2 separate regions of the Mus musculus genome follow, and region 2 is linked to region 1. The links are chromatin contacts, called in public Micro-C maps. All regions are on one chromosome and are shown on one strand. The core of a region is the stretch at or near the end of the contact, and the rest is flanking DNA. Distances in the headings are between cores, read along the strand shown. Region 1 has its middle 15 kb from the start of Pgf. Region 2 overlaps Nek9 (NIMA (never in mitosis gene a)-related expressed kinase 9).

Evidence for each region. Hi-C and Micro-C count contacts between places; a contact is called where the count stands out from the background.
Region 2: a Micro-C map of the HL-1 cell line shows a contact between it and region 1, with 1.7 times the contacts expected there. The contact joins two enhancer-like sites. A contact is called at or near these places in 4 of 39 promoter capture datasets (embryonic stem cells, neutrophils and trophoblast stem cells), 5 of 484 Hi-C or Micro-C datasets (the HL-1 cell line, bone marrow-derived macrophages, embryonic fibroblasts and 2 more), 6 of 115 datasets of contacts at active chromatin or transcription factors (the 230-238 cell line, bone marrow-derived macrophages, double positive thymocytes and 3 more) and 4 of 9 other capture datasets (adipose tissue, embryonic stem cells, liver and 1 more).

Annotation. Positions count from the first base shown.
Region 1 is chr12:85,189,617-85,194,590 of GRCm38.p6, forward strand. No RefSeq gene overlaps it. Among named protein-coding and RNA genes, the nearest start is that of Pgf, 15 kb to the left of the region's middle. Within about 2 kb of position 3,240, at least 155 of the 459 cell types and tissues checked have an H3K27ac peak or open chromatin away from gene starts, as enhancers often do. A contact at or near this core is called in the HL-1 cell line, adipose tissue, bone marrow-derived macrophages and 2 more, where this site is marked.
Region 2 is chr12:85,303,713-85,308,932 of GRCm38.p6, forward strand. Nek9 (NIMA (never in mitosis gene a)-related expressed kinase 9) reads right to left here. Exons shown (of 22, transcript NM_145138.2): 17 at 5,107-5,220; 18 at 4,218-4,277; 19 at 2,425-2,654; 20 at 1,751-1,912. Among named protein-coding and RNA genes, the nearest start is that of Zc2hc1c, 18 kb to the left of the region's middle. Within about 2 kb of position 1,984, at least 107 of the 459 cell types and tissues checked have an H3K27ac peak or open chromatin away from gene starts, as enhancers often do. A contact at or near this core is called in the HL-1 cell line, adipose tissue, bone marrow-derived macrophages and 2 more, where this site is marked.

The sequences.
Region 1 (4,974 bases), core at 1,990-4,489:
AAGGGCAACGGGAACACAGATGGTACACATACATATTTGAAGGCAAAATGCTCATACACATAAAATAAATCTTTGAAAACTTTAAAAAATAAGCAGGGCAGTGGTGGCTCACGCCTTTAATCCCAGCACTCAGGAGGCAGAGGCAGGCGGATCTCTGTGAGTTCAAGGCCAACCTGGTCTATAAAGGGAGTTTTAGGACCGTCAGGACTATAGAAAAAAAGTGTGTGTGTGTGTGTGTGTGTGTGTGTGTGTGTGTGTGTGTGCATATGCATACATACACATACCCCCACACACACATATATGCAAGAAAACATTGTTTACATATGTTTTCCTCATAAAATGGAAACATATTGCTTTGCAAAATATTTTTCTTCCTTTAAACACACTTGTGGGGGCTCAAGGGAAGAGCACTTACCGAGCATGCATGAAGCCCTGGTCCCATCCTTAGCCCTGCATAAACCTAGCTGTGATGCTGTGTACCTGGATCCCAGTGCTCGGGAAGCAGAGGCAGGAGGCTCCAAGCACAATTCCATCTCTAGCTACATAGCCACAGTGTGGTTCCGTAAGACTCTGCCTCAAAGAGGTGAGCATCTTTCCGTGCTGATGCAGCTCTCACAAACATACATGGTGAGTTCTGCAAGAAACGGGTATGTGCCAGCCCCACGAAGTGACACGGTACAGGAAAAGCAAGGATTCTCTGTCCACCAAGGAAAGTGGTCCTCTGACAGGAACAGAGTTTGTGTGGTGGCCAGCCTAAGTCTATTTTCTGCAAAAAGTTTAAACCGACAGAGAAGGTTTGCTGAAGCTTGAGTGGGCGGAGCCCAACCTCAGACCAAAGAGCATGCTGGGAGAAAAGAGGCAGAGACTCAGCCAGGCGATCAGTTCTAAGTGACTGCGTTATGAAGAAGATAAACTCACGAGCATTAACTCACACAGAAAGGAGGAGGAAGAGGGGAAAGTGGTGGTGGAGGAAGAGGAAAGAAAAGAAAAATGAAAAAGAAAAAGCCAAAAGGGAGCTGAGGGATGGCTCAGTAGTCAAGGGCAGTTGTCGCTCTTGCAGAAGACCCAGGTTCAGTTCCCAGTGCCCACATGGTGGCTCACAGCTGTTTGTACCTCCAGTTCCAGAGGACCTGGCACCCTCTTCTGGTCTCTGTGCGTACCAGGCACACATGTGCTACACAACACTCACACATATAACATAAATAAACACAAGCAAACCAACAGCATGGTTTTGGACTGTCCTTATAAGCAGTGAAGGCGGATCAGAGAATGGCTGGAGGGGTCAAAGCCTTGGTTAGGAGCACTTGCCGCTCTTGCAGAGGACCCAGGTTCTGTTTGCAGCATCCACATGGTGGCTCACAACCGTTTAGCACTCCAGTTCCAAGAGATCTGACTCCCTTTTCTGGTCGGACTTTACACACAATGTATATACATAATGCAGGCAAGCACTCATACACATAAAAATGAAAATAAATAAATTATTAAGTTAAAACATTTTTTAAAAAAAGAATCAGGCCACACATGGGCCTGTAACTACCTCACTGTGAGGGTCAGAAACAGAAGGGCTTTCCAGCCAGCAGCCTCGTTCCAGGTTTGTGAGAAGCCCTAACTCATGGGGATAAAGCAAGCCAAGCAAAGTCCTCCTGTGGTCTCTCCTCACCTCACACACACAGATAGCACACACATACTGATATACACACTCACACATATATAACATACATACATACACACACACAAACTGATATACACACATACATATAACACACACAGATACACAAACTGATATGCACACTCACACATATATAACATACACACATACACACACACAAACTGATATACACACATACATATAACACACACAGATACACAAACTGATATGCACACTCACACATATATAACATACACACACACAAACTGATATATACACATACATATAACACACAGAGACACACACACACAAACTGATATACACACATACTGATATATACACTCACACATATAACACACACAGATACATACACACAAACTGATATACACACTCACATACATGTAACACACACACACATGCCTCACAGGCCTGTTGAATCAGAATCTGAACTTTACTAAGATTCTTGGGCAGTTCTTGTACACATTAACGTCGGCGTGTGTCACTATTTTGTTTTCATGGCTACATACTCAGGAAGGATGTGTTCTATGATGAAAATGTACCTGTCCAAGTCTTTCCCACAGCTGGGTATTCAGGTCTCGTCCGTCGTTCTCTCATTTCTTGTCAATGCTGTGTGCGGCCTGTGTCCCTTAAATTCTGTTTGTTTATTTTCTTTTCAGGACAGGGTCTCATGTAGCCCAGGCTGGCTTGAACCTCTGATCCTCCTGCTTCTGTATCCTGAGTGATGTAATTACAAGCACGTAGCACCACACTCAGTTTTATGCTTGAGCTCAGCATAAGCCTTGCACACACATTGTTAGGTATTCATCGTGCCAACAGAGCTCCCCTTTAAATTCTTAAAGTGGGCTTTTTGAGTAAAAAGTCTTAAAGTTTTGAAGGGGGTGGGGTGGATAGGGATATAGTTCAGGTGATAGAGTGTTTACCCAACACATGCAGAGGCCCTAAGACCCTTCTGTTCTAGTGCTGTTGTGGAAAAGGGGCTCAGTTTACCTTTCTGGAACTTTCCACACTGCCAGGCCCTGGTAATCTTGTATCTTTTAGCCAGCAGATGCACGAAAGCTTTACCTCAGAGCTGGTGCTGGCCCACCAACTCTCTAGTGCTGGGTCTTGACTCATCAGGCTGACATTTCTCTGTGTGATCACTAGCCATTCCATCGCGCCTGGCTACTCGTCCACTGCAAGCCCACCAAGAGAGCGAGAGATGCTGCCAGGGAAGAGAGCCACGCCCAGCCTTGGTACAGAGTCTGACAGATAGACGACATTAGTGTTGCCGTCTGGCTGAAGCACAGTGAGCGAGAGCCAAAACGCAGACTGAGCCTCGTGCAGAGTCCAGGCTCCAACACCAGTACCCAGCCAAGGCCACACCTCCCGGTTTGGCAAGGTCTGGGGGTCTGCCGCCACCCAGGCAGGGCACCCTGTGGTTCACCAGACCAGCAAGCAGGCCAGCCAGGTGTGCCGGGAGGGGGCGGGCGGAGCAGGCAGCCAGGACAATTCAGGGAAGTGGCCCTGTGCTTTTCAGAGGCCTGCCCCAAGAAGCTTTGTGAATCACCCACTAGCCACAGTTATGGGAGGGGGGGACGAGGCAAGAGGAAGTGAGGCGCTTACTCAGCCCTCTAACTGCACGTGGCTGTGTTTGCTCCCTGTCCCCTCCTCCCTGCCACACAGCTGGGGGAAGCAGCATCGGGAGGAAAACGGGAGGAAACGGGAGGGGGGTCACACCCTTCCCCCATCTCCTGCAAAGCTGCACCTGTGCCCCACCGACCCTGCCACCTGTTGCTCAGCTGAGTGAGCAGGGTGAGTCTGGTTCCCAGTTCCAGGCAACAAAGCCTGGAGAGGCTCATGGAGTGGGCAGGCCTGAAATCGACCGTATCCTACATCATGGGCCTTCCATTGTCTAACTTGATCACTCGAACTCTGTGTTCTCTCTCTGGCAAACAAGAAAATAATAGCTCAGAGAATGTGCCAACCTGGAGGTGACAACCTAAAGATGCGAGGGTCTCTGCTGGCAAGCCCTTTACACAGTAGATCAAAGCTGAGCAGGTGGTTCCTTCACTAAAGTGCTCGCCGTGAAGACTGGAAGGCCCGAGTTGGAGCCTCTAAACTCAAGTGAAAAATCAGGGCATGGCAGTGCCTACCTGCGATCTCAGCCCCAGAGAAGACAGGCCAATTCCTGGGGTTTGCTGGCCGGTCAGTCTCGCTGAACTGGTGAGCTCCGGATTCAATGGAAGAACTCATCTCAGAAAATAAGATGGGGTGGCTGAAGAGGTATGTCAGCAGTTAGGACTACTCATTGCTCTTCCAGAGGACCCGAGTTTAGTTCCTTGCACCCATGCTGGAAAGCATCCAACTACTTGGAACTCCAGCTCCAAGGGATCTGATGCCTTCTGGAGTCCTCGGGCATACACACGGTGCTTGGCATTCATTCCTGAAGCTATACCACATGCACATATGTTATGTGTCCCTCCACCTGTGCACATACACACACACAGACAATGGGGCACGAGCGAGATTAGTAGGTACAATAGCAGCTCATTACTAGATGAGAAGAGGCATAGATCGGCGAAGGAAAGCACTTGCTCTAAGTCAGACAGACTCAACCTCAGTATTTGATGCCAGTGCTCACATTCTTAACGGCTCCTATCTCACCGGGTGACCCTTTCAAAGCTCAGTGGGCAAAAGGAAGGCCCAGTGTCCTCTGTAGACTCTGCTCTTAGCCTCCCATCTTCCACGTGAGACCCGCAAGCTGCCTGTGCGGTCCAGCAGGAGTCCCTGGCCATGGGTTTCTGTCTCACGTCCTTTTCTGGGTGGCCAGACATCCTCAGGGACAACCCCTAAGATGTGTGTCTCTGCCTGGCTCTTTGCCACCCCCACTCTAATTTCATTTGGTGTGTGTTTCAGGTTCCCCTAGGGACCAAGAGGACATGGGTATGAAGTGTGGCAAGTTCCTTGTCATTGGACTTTCTGGAGGTATTTCTTGTTGGGGAAACCAAGTTACCACACAGAAAGGAGGATCGCATCTCCCGGCTGTGAGCTGAAAGGGACGAAGGAGAAGCTGAGTGTAAAAGAGACAACCACTTTTTTTAGGGTTGGTGGCTGAAGTAGGGGCCTGCCTACAGAGAATGAGGCAGCCCTGGGCCCCTCCTTGCCTTCCGCCATCAGGCTGGGCAGCCCTAGGTCTGTAACAGCAGCTGTTGCTGAGGCAAGCTGTTGGCTTCTCTGGAGAGTAGGAGAAAGGAAGAGTTGCTCTTAGAGTTGGGGCACGCTGCATCTCTAGTCGGCACAACCATTCATCCTCTGGGTTCCTAACC
Region 2 (5,220 bases), core at 734-3,233, 110 kb after region 1:
GCTCCCCAGTACAAACAGTTTCCGTTAACCAGCAAGATAATACAAAAATACGCAAAAACAGGTGCAAATGAAGGAAAAAAAAAAAAAGCCTGGATTCCAGTGGCACTTGGTACTAACAGGACAGTGTTTAGTGCTGCTGCAGAATCATCTATTTGGGAGGATTTTACAAAACTCTTACTTTCTTGGTTTTTGTTTTTGTTTTTTGAGACAGGGTTTCTCTGTATAGCCCTGGCTGTCCTGGAACTCACTCTGTAGACCAGGCTGGCCATGAACTCAGAAATCCACCTGCCTCTGCCTCCCGAGTGCTGGGATTAAAGGCATGTGCCACCATGCCCGGCAATTCTTACTTTAATATGTTCTACTTTAAAGTGCTGAAGTGCTGAAGTGAAGTTCTGATCAAGTGAGTGAGGTTCATAAAATGTAGTTGGTCACACTGTGTCAGAGATTCGAGAAGAGTTTGTGAAGAACACTGACAAGACAATTTAAGAAGGCCAACCCAGGAGGGGAAAGGTTTACTCTCAGGTTTTAAGGGCTTTGTTGCCACTCTCCTGGGAAGGCTTTCAGTTATTCTAGTTGGGATTTTTCTCCCATATACACTTTTAAAATTAGCAGGTCAGAGCCAGGTGTGGAATGCACACTTTCATCCCAGCACTTGGGAGGCAGAGGCCGACGAATCTCTGTGAGTCTGAGGCCAGCCTTGTGTACAGAGTGAGTTCCAGGGAAGCCAGAGTCACACAGAGAAACCCTGCCTCAAAAGCAAAATAATAATTAAATAAAAATGAGATGAATAGCAGGTTAGCAAATGCTAGCTGGGGACTCATCCATTCTGTATCACAGGCTGAACACCGCTAGCCTGAAAAGCCTACTTGCTCCTAAGTCCAACACTGTGTGAGCACTGACACGATACCATGAGGGAAATATCACACCTAAGCTCCTGAGATAGACGGCCTGCAGTCCAGAATAGGTATATTAAAATATGACACAAAATAACCTCCAACCACAAAATGGCCTTTAAGCTATGTTTACACAGCATTATGTATATACAGATATTCCAAAATACACCAAAATGTGAGATTGAAAGACTTCTGGGTCCCACTCATCTGGGCAAGAGACACTCAATCTGCATCTGTGACTGCTTTGTGCTATGACGTCAGAGCTGTAGCTGCAAAGGGTTAAACAGCCCACAAAGTCATGTGACGATGCCGTGGCTTCTCTAGATCTGTGGTGCCCTCTGGTTTAGAACTGATTTACAGTTTCACTTCTACCCAGGCTGGCTGTATGCTGTTCTTTCAGCAGACTCCAGGCATTGCTTCTTACATACAGCTCAGCTAACACTCATGGTGCCATTAAAACTGAGTTTGGAGCCTAGGAACGTGGCTATCTGTGAAGAGTTTGCTTAGCATGTAGAGAACCCTGGGCTGGACCCCACACTGCATAACTGGGTGTGTGGCACATGTCTATATCATCATCTGGGAGGGAGATAGAGGCAGGAGTAACAGAGGTTAAAGGTCATCCTCCATCCTTGGCTGGGCTACAGAACCTGCCCCATAAAGAAACAAACCGTCACAACAAAAAGACCATTTGGAAATTCATGGTTCAGCTTAGTACTCCTGAGGAAGAAAGGAAGAAATGACCCTCTTGTGCTGGAAGGCAGAGCGGCAACTGCCAGGACAGTGCAGCACTGGCCCCGAAAGTGAGAGGACATGATGAAGCCAGGAGAGCCCAGGCACAAACAGCCACTGTCAGTTACCCAGGCTCCTGCTGCACGCTGGGGCTCCGGAGGAACTTCAGATGCGACCTTGAGTCCCTGCAGCTCTTCATAGGGCAGCGTGTCCTTCTCAGACTGTGAAAACGCCGCACTTAAGGGAGCGGGGCTGTCAGGCATGGGAATGAACTCTGCGTTTTCCAGCTCCTAGGCAGACAAGAAAGAATCTCACCAGTTTGGCTGCAGCAAGTTCCTTTCTCCCACGGTCTTTGTAGCTTTCACTTTCACGCTGCTGTGACAGCAGCGCCCTCTAGTGGTACAGAATGGTGGCTGACCACATATATTGCCTAACCTGGAACCAAACTTCAGCGATGCTAGCTCAAGTTCAGCAAGTTGTATCTGGTTCATTTCCCAACACAATTCTACACACACTGTCTGCTGGTCAGGAAGCTTGACGGCAAGGCACTGAGGCCTCCTTCCAGGCTGCCTTTAGTCCCAGCACTTGGGAAACAGAGACAAGTGGAACTCTTTGAGTTCTAAGCCTGCCAGGACTACAAACTGAGACCCCGTTTTAAAACAAAACACAGATGTCTTCACGGGTGGGAAAGTGAAGCCTTGACTCCTGTCTCAATTAGTAGGGCACTAGAAACTGAGACCTTGGCAGCCCTCACTAGCTCCTGTCACAGGCTTATCTGAAGCATCTGTTCTGAGGGCATTACCTTCCGAAGCCAGCCAGGACAGGAGCTGCTAGCCCCACAGCTGTTTCCCACGGCCTCCGTGGGACTGATTAAGCCTTCCATCCCACGGTCTGCTTCCATTGTTCCTCGGAAGCCTCCGCTTGGATCTGGAGTTTCAGATTCCTGTTGACTGTCTTCCTCTTCACCCCCGCCGCCGCCGCCACCACCACCACCACCACCAATGCCACCTCCTGGGCTGGAGCTCTGAACCACTGGTAGATGTGTAGCATAGGAAAGAAAGAGCTTCGTTAGGCCACAGAGATTTAGCATCTGACACCTCATTCACCCCCACAGAAGGTCCTAGAATTGCACAAAGTGGAACGTTCAAACAAATATTTGAGACTAAATTGTTTTTACATAGATAGCATTTGAATTTGTAAAAATTATTCTAAAAAGATTTTTTAAAAAAAATTTTATGGGTATGGGTGGTTTCAGCTGCATGTATGTCTGGTACCATGCACATGCATTGCCCTTGGAGGCCAGAAGAAGGTGTCAGATCCTCTGCAACTGGAGTTACAGATGGTTGTCAGCAGTCATTTGAGTGCTAGGAACCAAACCCCAGTTCTCTGTAAAAGCAACAGGCACTCTTAACTGCTGGATTGTTTTTCCAGCTCCACAGTATTTTTAAGTTATCACATTGATTTATTATGTGTGTGGATGTGGGCATGTGTGTATACACTGTACTGTAAAGGTTAATTCTCTTTTTCTATCACGTGAGTCCCAGGACTGAACTCAAATTGTCATGATGGCAGTATAAGCCTTTCATCATGAGCCATCTTATGGGCCTACATTTTTTCTTCCTCTTCTCTCTCTCTTCTCTCTCTCTCTCTCTCTCTCTCTCTCTCTCTCTCTCTCTCTCTCTCTCTCTCCTTATTTTGGCTTTTTGAGACAAAGTTTCTTTGTGTAGCCCTAGCTGTACTGGGACTTGCTCTGAAGATCCGGCTGGCCTCTGGAACTCAGAAATCCGCCTGCCTCTGCCTTCCAAGTGCTGGGATCAAAGGTGTGCGCCACCAACACCCAGTTTACAAATTTTAATTCTTGAGACAGGAAGGATCCTCATGCCACCCAGGCTGGCCTTGAACCTCTGACCTTACTACTGCACTTATTTCTACTTCTTAGTGCTAGGATGATAAGCATGTGCCACCATGCCAGGCTTACATAAAGGTATGTGTTACAATCACCAGAATTCATGTCTATTTTCTAAATCTTAGTGCATCTCTGGCAGGTAAATACATTGAAGTGTCCTCCACTAGTATTTGTCTTATGTAAAAAGTTGTTCAGCATTGAGCCAAGCACCCCTTAAGTCTCCCCAAAATAAGAAGATGGATTCTGAAATAATGGCACATCCATGACTTCTCACAGGTGGAAAGCTACCAGAGGGTTTAGGCTGATTTTCCTAAGTTGAAAGCTAGTAACTGACTTTTCCTTCAGAGGGCCTATTTTGAAGGTAAATTTTGTTTGGTTTTTGAAGACAGGGTCTTACTATGCACCATCTGACCTCAAACTCACAGAAATCCACTTGCTTCTGCCTCCCAAGTGCTATAGAAAGACTAGACTGCCTGGAATACTATGGAAGTAAAGGCTCATGGGATGGTAAGGAATACAAATGTCCCATTACAATGTGGAACAAGTCTCTTAACTGTATCACAAGTATGTGATGCAGGCAAGAAGATGAAGTCACCCTGATAACAATGCCAAAACCTCAACACTCACCAAAATACAACCTTTCCTCTCAACCCAAAGACCAAGCTGGTCCCTGGGGCTCCACTGCTTACCAGTTCCGATGGACAGGCCACTGCTATTGGAACGGATGGTCTTGGAATTCAACACTTTCTCTGAGGAAAAATGTGCAGTAGGTAAGCACTTTGTACAGACACTGGGAGGAAGGGTGAAGAAGACGGGTCAGGGAAGAAACTGTCCCTGTCATTCCTGACCCTCAGTAACTCAGAACTCACTATTTAGAAGTCAGTCTCGTAAGTGAAACGCTATTGAGCTACTGTGCTCAGTGCTGCACTGGGAATTCTCTATCTCTGTGCTCACCAGAAGCAGCACGGAAGCTGTACAAGGTAGCAATACCTACACCTGGCCCCAGAGATCCTGATTAAACTAGTCAAGGGCAGTGCAGGACTAAGGTTTATAAAAGCCATGCTTTTATCATGAATTTCAAAGTACTCTGTATGCAAAAAGCATTTGGAAATTTTCTTTTAAAAGAATTACTAAACGTTTCTCAAGAAAACACAAATGTAGACATAACATTATTAAATGGGAATAATAGATTCTATGATGCAGATGTATGCTGGGGGAAGAGCTCAAAACTGTTCCATTTTAAAAAGGTCCAAACAGATGGTGGTGGAACAGGCCTGCAACCCCTCAACTCAGGAGGTGGAAGCAGGTTAGGAACTCAAGGTTGCTCCTGGCACTAAGCACTGAGTCTGAGGCTAGACTGAGTTATAAAACAGTCCAACAGAGAAGAAACGGTGGATGACTAGCTGGGAAATGACAATGTTCAGTTTCTGCCACTCTGCATGACATCTTTATCTAGTACAAGACTTGAGGAAGCAGCCCCTGCTTCAGAGTAGCACATCCAGCAGTGTCACCACAGTGCCTTAGGTGAGAGTCAATCTGGTCTAAGCCACCCCAACTCCACAGAGATGAAACCCTTACCAACAATAAGAATGGTGTGCCAGCCACGGCAAGAAAGGTCTGGAACATGATGCAGGGATCCAAAAATAGGCCGAGGCCATGAGGTACAGATATCAGAGCCATGTGGTCTCTCTG